2 separate regions of the Mus musculus genome follow, and region 2 is linked to region 1. The links are chromatin contacts, called in public HiChIP or PLAC-seq maps. All regions are on one chromosome and are shown on one strand. The core of a region is the stretch at or near the end of the contact, and the rest is flanking DNA. Distances in the headings are between cores, read along the strand shown.

Region 1 (5,709 bases), core at 2,811-5,310:
CCAAGGGCAGTTCTGAAGCACCAGCCAGAACAGCTTGGGCAATGGCTAACTGGAAAAGACAAGCAGTGGCATACTGAATAGCTAACTCTACACAAGGCTTTTAGCAAAGGTGCATTTCAACACCACAGCAGCATAACGGGAAGTCAGATTTGCATAGTGGCGCAAACATTACCAAGGGTACTAATACTCTCATATTCTCCACACACCTTGAACAAGGTACTACTAGTTGTACCAAGCACTTTTATTAAAGAAACAGATTCTGGAAAAGGTCGTCTGTCTACTGTTCGAAGGTGAGTTTTCCATCCGCCATCACCTGTTTCCGTTCTACTACTCAGCCCCTAAGATCTGCATATCCACTCCCTCGTCTTGTTTCTCTCCCTGGCCATGGTCCTGTCCTTGCAGAATGTTAGATGCTCAAAGCTGGCAGAAAAACACTGCTTCACTGTCCTTGAAGCAGAAAGGCTCAAGAAGTGACAGTCCTGATATCTCACTGGGACAGAGAGCGGTACAGACATCTGACACCCTCCCCCTATTTGCAGAACTAGGGAGCAGGGGCCTTGGTAGAATAGGCTAATACTGGCTCCCTCCCAAGGAACACCAAGAAACAAAGGACCTTCACAGACTACAGAACTTAGTTGCTACTGGAAACACCCCACATTGCACCAACTGCTGCGTCCTTCTGCAGTCAGATAACATGTTTCCTGAGACCCCTCTCTCCTCCTTCCCAACTCCCGTACCTCCTACAGGATCCCAGGAGACCAGCCACGGATGAAAGGCCTTCCTATCTGGAAAAATCCTAGGGTAACCAGAGCCCTGCATCACGGGATGGCTTTGGGCAGAGCCAAAGCCCTTCGCTGAGCACCAAGGGCTTATGCTGCAGATGACCCAAGTAGACTGGATCAAAACTCAGATGATGGGGTAGAGGGGTGTGTGTGTGTGTGTGTGTGTGTGTGTGTGTGTGTGTGGTTGTGCGCACAACCACACAGGACACACAAACCTAGGCAGTCTTAGGCCTCTTCAGTCCACCTCTCCGTCTAGCAAACAGGAGACTTAGATCCCTCCCCTGTCTGCCAGAAAAGTGTTCACAATGGTGGGTAGGAACTATCTCTTTCTTAGCTTTAACTTCAGAATCGGGATGGGGAGGGGGAGGGGGAGGGGGTGGAGCTTTGTAAAATCTCTCTGTGCTGTCAAAAGCACCTATTCGGCTCCAGAGTTACGGAGTCCACAAAGGTACAAAAGACTCTTAAAGCAGCCGAGTCAGGAAAAGGCTGGCAGGGCACACAACTATTCTAAAGAAGTATTCCATTCCTACTTTTGACAAAGATGTGAAGACTATGAGTGGGAGCTGGGTGGTGGTGGCACACGCCTTTGATCCCCGAACTCAGGAAGTAGAGGCAGGCCGATCTTGCAGTTGGAGGCCAGTCTGGTCTAAAGACCCAGTTCCAGGACAGCCAGGGCTACACAGAGAAACCTTGTCTTGGGAGAAAAAGTTTGGTACCTGGAAAACTCTCAAGAATCGAATCTCACCACTTATAGGACCTAGGAGGACTGAGGCAGAGAGACAGCCAACAATGAGACAACCAGCCTTTCTATACACTGTCCTGCAAGAGACCTGCCATTAGTACCTACATGCAGATACTGTTCTAGAAAATCAATTGTTCTAAAGAAACCCTTGCTCTCCGCTTCTCTGAGAGCAGCAAGAGGCCCTGACTATAGATGCAGTCCCTCCTTCCTGGTTCAATGTTCAGTTGTGTAACCACCCGCAAAGCACATGCGTGTCGCTAGGGGGCAGCACTACCCATGGCTCCCTGGGCAGCTGAGCTAGGCAGGTCAGTGGCACAGGGGCACACTCATCACAGTTGGGCTGTGGCTGCTCCAGGCTCTCTTCCTGCTCAGGAGGTATGTGTTAGGTGTGGAGAGAAAAGTGCCACAGCACAATGTGGACAGGAAAAGAGGGGCAGAAGGCTGAATAGAAGGTAAAACCTTCCTGCAATCTTATTTTATTCTAAGAATGGTCTGTTGACTGGCTTGTACCAAATCGTGGTACCATACACCTTTGAACTTGGATATACAGGAGCCTTCGTCATCTTTCTCCAGGCAAACCAGCCTAGTCTGGCCAGGCAGGAAGTCCAAACAGTTAGGCTTATAACCTACCCTCTGTTCTCTCTGCCTAAAACAGCATCCCATGGCTTTGTCCCCTCACTGGACTCAACAGGTTACCCACTAGGCCCGTGGTCTAGCTCTTGGCTCTGACGTCTCTGAGGCAGGCCCTGCTTCTCTTGTGGCAGGCAAAGCTGGGACAGGTGCCATCAAGTGACTCATACAGAAAAGCCTGCTCAGAGACCTCTGCATCAATGTTATGAGACTCTCAAGACTCAAGTTCCCCCCTCCCCCCATTCTTAACACCACGAGGTTCTTTGCCCAGTCCAGCTGGTCCAACAAGAACCAAAAAGAAAGGGCCACTGCCTTGGGTCAGAGACCAGAGGCCACCTCTTTAAAGATCAAGGAGAAATCTGAAGTATTGGCCCAAGACAAGGGGTGCTGCTCACCGAAGAGACAGGTGTAGAGCTTGCAGGAGGGAACCAGTGTGATCCCGTACAAGGCTCCCAAATGCAGCAGGGCCATGAGAATGATGTTCCTCCAGACGTACTCCAGCTTGGGCGGGGGCCCCTCATCATCCTGATAGGTGGGGTCATATAGATCATCTTTTAGTTCAGGGCGAACATCTGCTCCCCAGTGGTGAGAACTCTTTTCAAACTTCTCGCCTCCATTCTGCTGTCCCCCAGAAGGTGGCGCTGTGATTGTGGTGGTGGCTGAGTAAGCGCCAGAGATCTGCAATGAGAGGGGGTGGAGAATTAGGGACTGCAGACGCGTGGGGGCAGCAGGGGTTACTTTCCCTCTAATATAACTGCGGGAGAGATGCAATAACGGCCATACCCCAGTGCCAAGGTTGCATGACTGTAGAGCGCACCAATGGAACACGGAAATGTGCAGGCCATCGGGAATAAGCCTTATGATGAAGGGGCAGGAAAGGACGCTTTATTAGCAGCACCCTTAGCAACTCACAAAGGAAAATCTGCGCATATCGAAAAGAGGTCAGGTTTTACTTTAAGAAACACAAGTTGGGACAATCAACTGTACTGAGTAAAAATCCGGTTATCACCCGGTCCAGAAACAATCTATCAAGGTTGAGCAATTCGGAAATGATGGCTAAATGCTCCCAGCTGCTCTGAACTCTCTCCAACCCTCAACAGCCACCCACCTAGAAGTCCAATCTGCAACCGCCAACCTGAGGAGGGGGTGGGGGGTGGGGTGTAAGCTCACCTCTTGCAGTATGTGGGCCGGCATCTTGGCGTCGGATGCTGGGGTCACGTTCCCAGGGATGAGAACGTGCAGCGAGCTTCAGACCTCAGCGACAAAGGGTGCTATGACTAAGTTTCTGCAGCCCGCTGCGCGGTACAAGCTCTGGGCCAGAGCTGGCAGTGGGGTATTAATGTCCTGTATATCCTTAGGTTCGTTATATTGATCAATGACCAGATAAAAAATCAAAAACTGGCTGGCCAGGGCAGCCGCGGGCGGAGATAAGGATAGAAAATGAGAGGACGCCAAAATCGCAGCTTGCAGCCACCGGTGTCCAGGAGTCAGAATACTGCAGACACCAACACCGCATTGTCCCATCCCTAGCCAAGCGGAGGGGGGCGATGCTAATGAGGCCTTCGTAAACTCTGGCTAGTCATTGGCCGATGGGAATTTGGTACCACCTCGTCCTGCTGCTCTCATTGGCTCTGCACAATCTGCTGTTCCCTCTGCCTCCAGCTCCGCCCCCCCCTCCTCCCTTCTTTTTCTGCTCCTGGCTTCTCACCCATCCCCCGCTGGTCCTCCACCCAGCCCCCACCCTGCCACGGGGGCGCTTCAGCGCTTTCTCTGGAAGAGAAGACCCAATCTAGCAGTGGGGGTTGGCTACCGGGGCAGGAAGACGCGGAGAGGTACATAAAGTGGGAAAGCCACTAGAGCGCCGACCACTTGCAACTCCATCCGGTCTTTGCATTTCCAGAGGCGCGTGGGAGGGGAAATGGCTACCACCAACAGAGAGCAAAGCTGAGAGGGGCCTCCCTCCCCAACAGGCGCCTCTGTAGTCCCTTTTGGAACAATGGCTCAGCCTTGCCCACCAGCTCCAGGATGCTTACCAGATAATAACTCGGAGCTCTGGTACTGTAATCAAGTTTTCATAGATCTGTGGCTTGCCCATTCACACTGGTCTGGGTCACCATGGTCACTGTGCACACTCCGAGAGCACAGCCAAGGTCAGTCAGCAGTATCTCAATCCCACCCCTCACCCCCCACTTCCCACCTCACGCCTTGCGAATACATGTGGCACCTTTAGGAGACTCTTTTGTTGAAAGTTTGCAGTTTGCTATCTGAAAACCGCCGAAAAGCATCTAGCCGAGGGAGCCTTATGTATGTGGAGTAGGAACAGAGAGTGGGTATTAAATTATTACTGCAAGGTTCTCTGTGACCGCTCAGTGGGTAGCCCTGTTCTTCCACTCTAAGCAGGAAGAAGGGGACATAGGGACATACGGAGATGGGATAAACTGTTCAGCCGGCAAGGGGAGGAGCTAGCTGTGCTGAAACGCTTTCAAGCCACTCCTCAGAGGACCCTATGACCCTTGAACCTTGGGTGCTCTGACCTAACACACCTCCCTCGCTGCCCCATCTTCTCTGGGGCCTGTGTTAACTCTTTCAAGAGATAGAACTTGTAGCCTATGCAGGCGGTGCATTCACAGAGTACCTTCTGTATCCAGGTCACCCCATTACTGTATCTCCCACCTCTAGGAAAAGGGGTTGATAGACATCTTGTCTTCTCAAGAAGAGAGATGCCAGGCATTTCCTGAGACCAAACCAGACCTCTTGCCTTCTGGTCTCAGGGGCTTGCCAACTCTCTGGCTTGTGACCAGACACCTCCATTGCAGGCCTGGCTCACTGACCATAGCCAAGAATGCTGAACAAGACCAGGTGTCCTCAGCAAATGGCTGGCGGAGGCTCAGAGGTACTGTGTGAAGTTATCTGGAGATGTCACTTCCCCCTGGGTTGTCTGCGTGATGTCTGATCTTTTACTAGCTGTGGGTTTGTCCTTTGTCCTTGGCTGTTAAAAACAAACTCCCTTAGACTGTGAGGCCTTTACAACAGATACTGGCTCCTCACGGTTCTGGGGGCTGGGTATCTATAGCAAAGCCCCAGCAGTTTGATTCTGCCAAGAATGGGCCTTTGATTCTTAGGTGGCCATCTCTGTGTTCAATGGGGAAGGGGTGAGCTTTGTCTCTGGGGTTTCTCTTTAAAAACAAACAAAAAGATTTAGTATTACTTGTAATTATACGGACATGTGTGTGTGTGTGTGCATATGCACACATGTGTGAAGGTACTTGAGAATGCTAGAGGTGGCAGGTTCCCAGGAACTGGAGTTGAGCAGTCTGTGTGGGAACTGAGAATCCAACTCTGGTGCTCTGAAAGAACAGCAAATGCTCTTAATGGCTGAACCGCCTCTCCAAATCCTGGGGTCTCTTTTAAAAGGACCACTCCCATCATCCACAGGGTGTGTGTGTGTGTGTGTGTGTGTGTGTGTGTGTGTGGTGGAGCATCACCCTCCATGCTACTATTCCAGATACTGATGAAGGTCCACCAGATGAGTTGGGATTTCCAAGTATCTATTGC
Region 2 (6,165 bases), core at 123-2,622, 40 kb before region 1:
CCTTCTTCTCCAGCGATCCCCTCTGGATAGTCTTACTTTACTCTGTCTCCCGACTAAGCAAATACCCCCTCATTAAGCCCCCATGCCTCTCAGCAAGGGCTCTAGTTTTCCTGTGGCAGGCAATGCTAAGTCAGAAAGCTTTTTGGACGGAAAAGCTCTTTAGGAGACTGTCAATCCTTTGTCATACAGTTATCCCTCCACCTTTTATAGACTTTAGCATCCAAGCTAAAGAACCCCCCAGATCTGACACTCTTGTACCCCAATCCCACGAGGCTCTGTTCCCCGTCTAGTTATCAGTATCTCAGAAAGTGGAGAGAAAACTTGAAAAATCTGGACAGAGAGCGGCTACTTTTCAGAATCAGAGTCTACCTTATTAAAGAGTTGGGGGCGGGGGAGACATGGGGTGCTGGCCCAGGGCGGAGGGTTTGGAGATTACCCAAGAGCCAGGTGTAGACCTTGCAGGAGGGAACCAGTGTGATCCCGTACAGGGCTCCCACGTGCAGCAGGGCCATGAAGATGATGTTCCTCCAGACGTACTCCAGCTTGGGCGGGGGTCCCTCCTCATCCTGGTAGCTGGGGTCATACAGATCATCTTTTATTTCAGGCCGGATATCTTCTGCCTGGAGGGGCATCTTCTCTTCTCCATCCTGCTGTCTCCGGGAGTGGGGTTCCATGATGTTGGTAGTGCTACACCTGCTGGAGATCTTCAACGGGAGGAAGTGAAAGTCAAAAGCAGATACATAGGACAGCAAGGGGGGGGTCCTCCTGTAATACAGCCAAGGCAGTAGAGGCAGAAACCCCAGTGCCCTGATCATAGGAAGACAGAGTACAGATGTGCTAGATGAAGCAGAGAAAACTTCCCAGAAACTACCTAGAATGTGTTGACAATCAAACCTCACAGTGAAGGGGCAGGGACGGGGATCAAACATTCATACCTCAAGCAACATACAAAGGAAAATGCATGTGCATGCAGAAAGGTATTGGCTGGACGGGAGCTTTCTTTCCTTTAAAGTCAACTGGCAACATGACTGCCACATCCCTCACTTGAAGGTCATACAAATCTAATAAGATATCTGAGATGTCTCTGTAGCTCTCAGCTCTGGCCTCTCTCCAGTCAGCACAGTCCCACCTGGTACCAAAGATCCTGTGCTAGAGGGAGGGGGTCATTGATGAAAAGCTGACCTCTTGTGGCAAGTGGGCCGTCATCTTGCTCCTTGGAAGCCTAGATCCTCTTGTGAAGGCAGAGAGAGCAAGGTCCAGGTCTGCAGCGACTGAGGATCGGTGAAGCGTTGAGTCCAGAGCCCACTGTGCGCTGTGTGTACTGCGTTGATGCCCGGCTAACTGTGCAGGTGTCACCAGTCAGTTCTGCTGTGTGTTGTTGTTTCCAGGCACAGGATTTAAAGGGTATGTAGAGCTGGCACTTGGTGACTGTGTCTGGTATTTGTTCAGATGTGCTTCATGACTGCCAACAAGGGATAAAGAATTCAGAGCTGGCTAGTCAAGGCAGCCCCATGAGGAGATAAAGACTGAAGGCGAGAGAGGGGAGGACAGCCAGCAAAGCCCACATTCACCTAAGGCAAGGCTATGGGATGCTGCACACACTAAGAGAGAGCCACCTTTGTCCCCATTCCTAGACAGATGGAGTATTCTCAGCACTCTGGCAAGCTCTGAGCAGAGGAATTTGTTACTCTCTTGTCTTCCTGGCTCTGGCATCCAGAAATCTGCTATCTCGCTGGCAGACAGCCCTCTGTGCCAACCTCCTCGGTTTCATCTCTGTGGACCCTGGGTCTCTGCCAGCATCATGACTGGAGGAATCTGGGGTCCAGTTCTCAAGCTTCATAGAGGGTAGAAAATGTCCACAAAGTGGGAAAAGAGTGAATCTGGGGGGTGAGAGTCAAGTTCAAGCCCAGGACTAACACAGGTGCTTGGCAAATGTGTCACACTGGGGCAGTTGCACAGTGGGGACAGCTCATCAGTGTCCACCACAATTCCACCTTCTCTTTCCACTCATCAGGTGTGGTGGGGGTAAGGGGGGGTGGACTGGCCTCCACCCCCAGATCTCGAGACAAGAGCAGGTGCATAGCCCGCCTTCTTACTTAGCATCTCAAGCCAGTGGCGGCTCTTCCCCACCCACCTGCCCAGGATGTTCAGCAGAATCGCAGAATGCTCTGACCAGCTCACACACACAGTCACACGCACAGGGCTGAGTGTCTGAGCCCACGCTCAGTCATAGGACTCGTTTCACAGGGGATAACCACCTCCAGACATTAGCATTTAATTACTTCCCTATGTTCCTGCCCCCGGAACATCTGCTGCAGGCAGGGAGGTCTGAAGATTCTCCCATCAGGTTGGGAATTGGGAGTCTTCTATAAGGAAAAAGTGGGAACCTCAGACAGGCGTTTACAGGCAGCAGAGGTGCAAAGGTTTGCCTGTGAAATAAGAAGACTGAGCTGGTATGGAATGACTTTAAAAAAAAAAAAAAAAAGCTAATACTAACTTTTTAAAAAGTCTCCCCGTGACCCATGACCTGTGGTTTTTAAGGAGAAGGAAGTTGAGATATAGAGAGCTCAGATAATTTGTCTGTGGTCCCAGGAGCCAGTGACTCACAGAGCTAGAAACTGATCATAGTAGGCAAGATGCCAGAGCCCAGGCTCAAACCCTGCTCGGAAAGCGATGCTGGCCTAGAGTCCCAAGACAAAATGACTTCACAGGCCGTCTTCAGTAGATTCACAGCAGGATGAGGAAGCTCAAACTGCAGGGATTTGCATTCACTAGGGTCTCCTGAGATAGACATCTCCCCTGTACACTTCCCCCCCACACACACACAAAGGAGACTATATGAGGGCAAGCATGACCAACTTGTCCCTCTGTGAAAGCTTCCTTGGCCTCTCCATCCTCTTCCCCTCTTATCAAACAGCGAGGGACCCCACAGTCCTTTTGGCTCCCCACATACTTTGCTTTGCTTTGACCCCACAATTTTATTTTAACAGCCATATTGAGACTTGTTTGCACTGGGCATGGTGGTGTACATTTTTCATCCCAGCACTTGGGAGGCAGAGGCAGGTGGATCTCTATGAGTTTGAGGCCAGCCTGGTCTACCAAGCAAGTTCCAGGACAGCCAGGACTATAGACAGAAACCTTGTCTGGAAAAACAAACCAAAAACCAAAAAACCAAAAAAACCAAAAAAACCAAAAAACCAAAAAACCAAAAAACCAAAAAACCAAAAAACCAAAAAACCAAAAAACCAAAAAACCAAAAAACCAAAAAACCAAAAAACCAAAAAACCAAAAAACCAAAAAACCAAAAAACCAAAAAACCAAAAAACCAAAAAACCAAAAAAAACCAAAAAAAACAAAAAACCAAAAAACCAAAAAACCAAAAAACCAAAAAAAAACAAAAAAACCAAAAAACCAAAAAACCAAAAAACCAAAAAAACCAAAAAACCAAAAACCAGTTTGCAAGTCCATCTCACGGGTAAACCATAAGCCTCCTCATGGCAGGAGCCCTGCCTGACCTTTCCTTGGTTTCTCTAGTGCATTATAGAATTTCTTACAGACATTAATTATTCAGTGATCACTTCCCAGAAGAGAGATAAGTTACGGGATCTGAGAAGGGACCAGTGGGGACTGTGATTTGCTTGAAATGAAATTCGTAAATGCGAGCTAGAGGAACCCCCTACTGCAGTTGTAAAAGTAGGCATGGCATTATCTACGGCTGGCTAGGAAGCAGAGAAATGGAGACTCGAAGGGCACTTATGAGCCTGGAAGTTGCCCAACTGTTCTAAAGAACAATCTATCGGCACCCAATAAGATCAAATGTGTGCATCTATCATCCAGAGATTTCCGCTCCCAAGAAACTGTTTTCTTCAGTGACTTTCGTCAGGGCAGATTTTTGTGTCTTGTTTTTGTGTACTTTTGGCTCTATGGGGGATCAAATTCATAACCTGGTACATACCAGGCAAGTGCTGTACCACTGAGCTACATTTCTCAGCCCTGGGTTGTTTCTTGAAAGGTTTCACTATGTAGCTCAGGCTGGCTTGGAACATCGAACCCCTCTGCCTCAGCTAGAGTAGCTGGGGATTTCATGGGTTTTGTTTTAAGGAAAGAGCCTTCCGACACTCCAACACACAGTTGGAGATAGATGATGGGCAAATAGGTCAGACAATTCAGTCTCACATGTCGTCAGGCCTAATCCCAGCATTTGGGAGGCTGAAGGAGGATGACCAACTTGAGGACATCCTGGGTGATGAAGCCAGACTCTGTTTCAAAAACAAAAATTAAAATCCTTTTCAGCACTTGGGAGGCAGAGGCAGTTGGGTTTCTATGACTTTGAGGCCAGCCTGGTCTACTCAATGAGTCCCCAGCCAGTCAGAGCTACAGAGTTGAGAATCTATCTCAAAACAACAACAAACAAAATCCGTTTTCATCATATTTACACAAAGGTCTAAGCTAAAAATTCTCACACACTGAGGGATGCTCTCAGTGAGGGAACAGAACACTTGAACCTAGAGCCTGCATGTGTACGTTTTGAAAGATCTTTACAATCAACATCCTTCCTTTTCAAGAACACTGAACTAAAATGATCCAGGGTCTGTAAAAAGAGCAGGACCTCAGACCGGGGTTTGAGTATGACCCAGTTATACAGCCTACAGCCTTATAGGGTGGGGATGCCTATCTTTAGAATTTGGGATCTTTGTGAGAATCTGTGAGCCACTCAGGTACACAAAAGGCAGGTAAAGGACATCTGGTCTGAACTGAAGTTTCCTTGGCTCATTTTATACATGCATTTTCAGTTTTTCACCTAACACATGGAAGTCAGACAACCATGGAGGGTAGAAGCAGCCGGCAATGGAGACACGTAGGCTAAGTTAATTATTCATCAAAGTTTAAAAAAAATCAACTAGGGGCTGGGCACATAGCTCAGTGGATAAACATGAGGACCTGAGTCCAGACCTCCAGCACCCACATACAAAACAAGAAGGGATAGGGCAGGCCTCTACTCCCAGACCATGAAAGCCTGGGAAAGAGGGAGAAGGATGCTGGGGTGTGTGGCCTGCCAGCCAAGCAAGCCAATCTGTGAGCACCAGGCTCAATAAAAGACTGTTTCAAAACCAAGGTGAAGGGCAGTCAAGGACACACACAGATACACACACAGACACCTTTTCACTTCACTTTGTCCCCCTCCCTGGGGATAAAGGACAAAGGCACTTTCAGCTATGGCCTTTTATACATAATATTACCCTTCACTTATGAAATCTACAATAACTCCCCCTTTCCTTCATTAGCTATGCTATTGGCTCTGATTGAAAGGAAGTCTATGACATAACCAAGGAAACTGGAAGACAAAATTAGAAGATCAGCAGATCAGGCTGGCCTTGAACTCACAGAGATCCACCTGCCTCTGCTTCCCCAGTGCTGGAATTAAAGGTGTGCACCATCACTGCTTGGCTCCTTTCACTTTCTTTTAGTCTCTTTTGGAAGCACAACTATTTCAAGTTTTACTGAAGCACAAATTATCCGATTTTTCTTTTCCTACTCACATCCTGCCTTTGGCTTTGATCTACACAATTCTCTTCTCTGTGATACAACAAAGCAAAAATGGACATTTAAATTTTAATTATGTTAAAGTTGTGTTTATTTTTAGTTTATGAGTATGAGTGTTTCCTCACATGTATGTCTATGCACTACATGTGTGTACAGTGTGCATGGAAGCCGAAAGAATGCACAGGATCCTTTGGAACTGGAGTTACAGATGGTTATGAACTGTTACATGGGTGCTGGAAACCAAACTCCAGGCTTTTCCAAGAGAAACAAATGTTCTTTGTTGTATGCCGGCCCACAGCCTACTTGAACCAGGTACACCTGGGAGGCAGTTTGGGGCTGAAAAAGACTTAGACGGTGAGAGAGATAATGGAGACCAAGACACAATTCTGTGTAAGGCCCACGAGTTTACTAAGAGAGTGTGCTTATAAGGGGGAAGTCCCATCCCCCGCCAGTTCATTCTTGGTGTCTGGAGCCAGCCTGTGCAGGATAGGATGTTCCTCAGAATGCCTCAGGGGCCTCTCAGCAGGTAGCAGTGTCTTTGAGGAGAGCAGTGACAGGTGACAGAACCATAGAGCCATCTAGGTCGGAAGGCTACCCCCTAGGTAATCTCCTTCTTAGTGG

What was found. HiChIP or PLAC-seq counts read pairs in DNA pulled down with a chosen protein or histone mark.
Region 2: an H3K4me3 HiChIP or PLAC-seq map of the SCID.adh cell line shows a contact between it and region 1, with 25 read pairs. The contact joins the promoter of Scd4 here to the promoter of Scd2 in region 1. A contact is called at or near these places in 3 of 39 promoter capture datasets (hippocampal neurons, liver and macrophages), 1 of 15 datasets of contacts at CTCF or cohesin (the NIH/3T3 cell line), 5 of 484 Hi-C or Micro-C datasets (CD4 T cells, the CH12 cell line, Sertoli cells and 2 more), 5 of 115 datasets of contacts at active chromatin or transcription factors (the SCID.adh cell line, embryonic fibroblasts, embryonic stem cells and 1 more) and 3 of 9 other capture datasets (adipose tissue, liver and pancreatic islet).

Annotation. Positions count from the first base shown.
Region 1 is chr19:44,292,027-44,297,735 of GRCm38.p6, reverse strand. It overlaps Scd2 (stearoyl-Coenzyme A desaturase 2), which reads right to left and starts at 4,060. Exons shown (of 6, transcript NM_009128.2): 1 at 3,325-4,060; 2 at 2,550-2,832. The coding sequence starts at 3,348.
Region 2 is chr19:44,328,533-44,334,697 of GRCm38.p6, reverse strand. Scd4 (stearoyl-coenzyme A desaturase 4) reads right to left here and starts at 1,372. Exons shown (of 6, transcript NM_183216.3): 1 at 1,183-1,372; 2 at 437-704. The coding sequence starts at 1,206.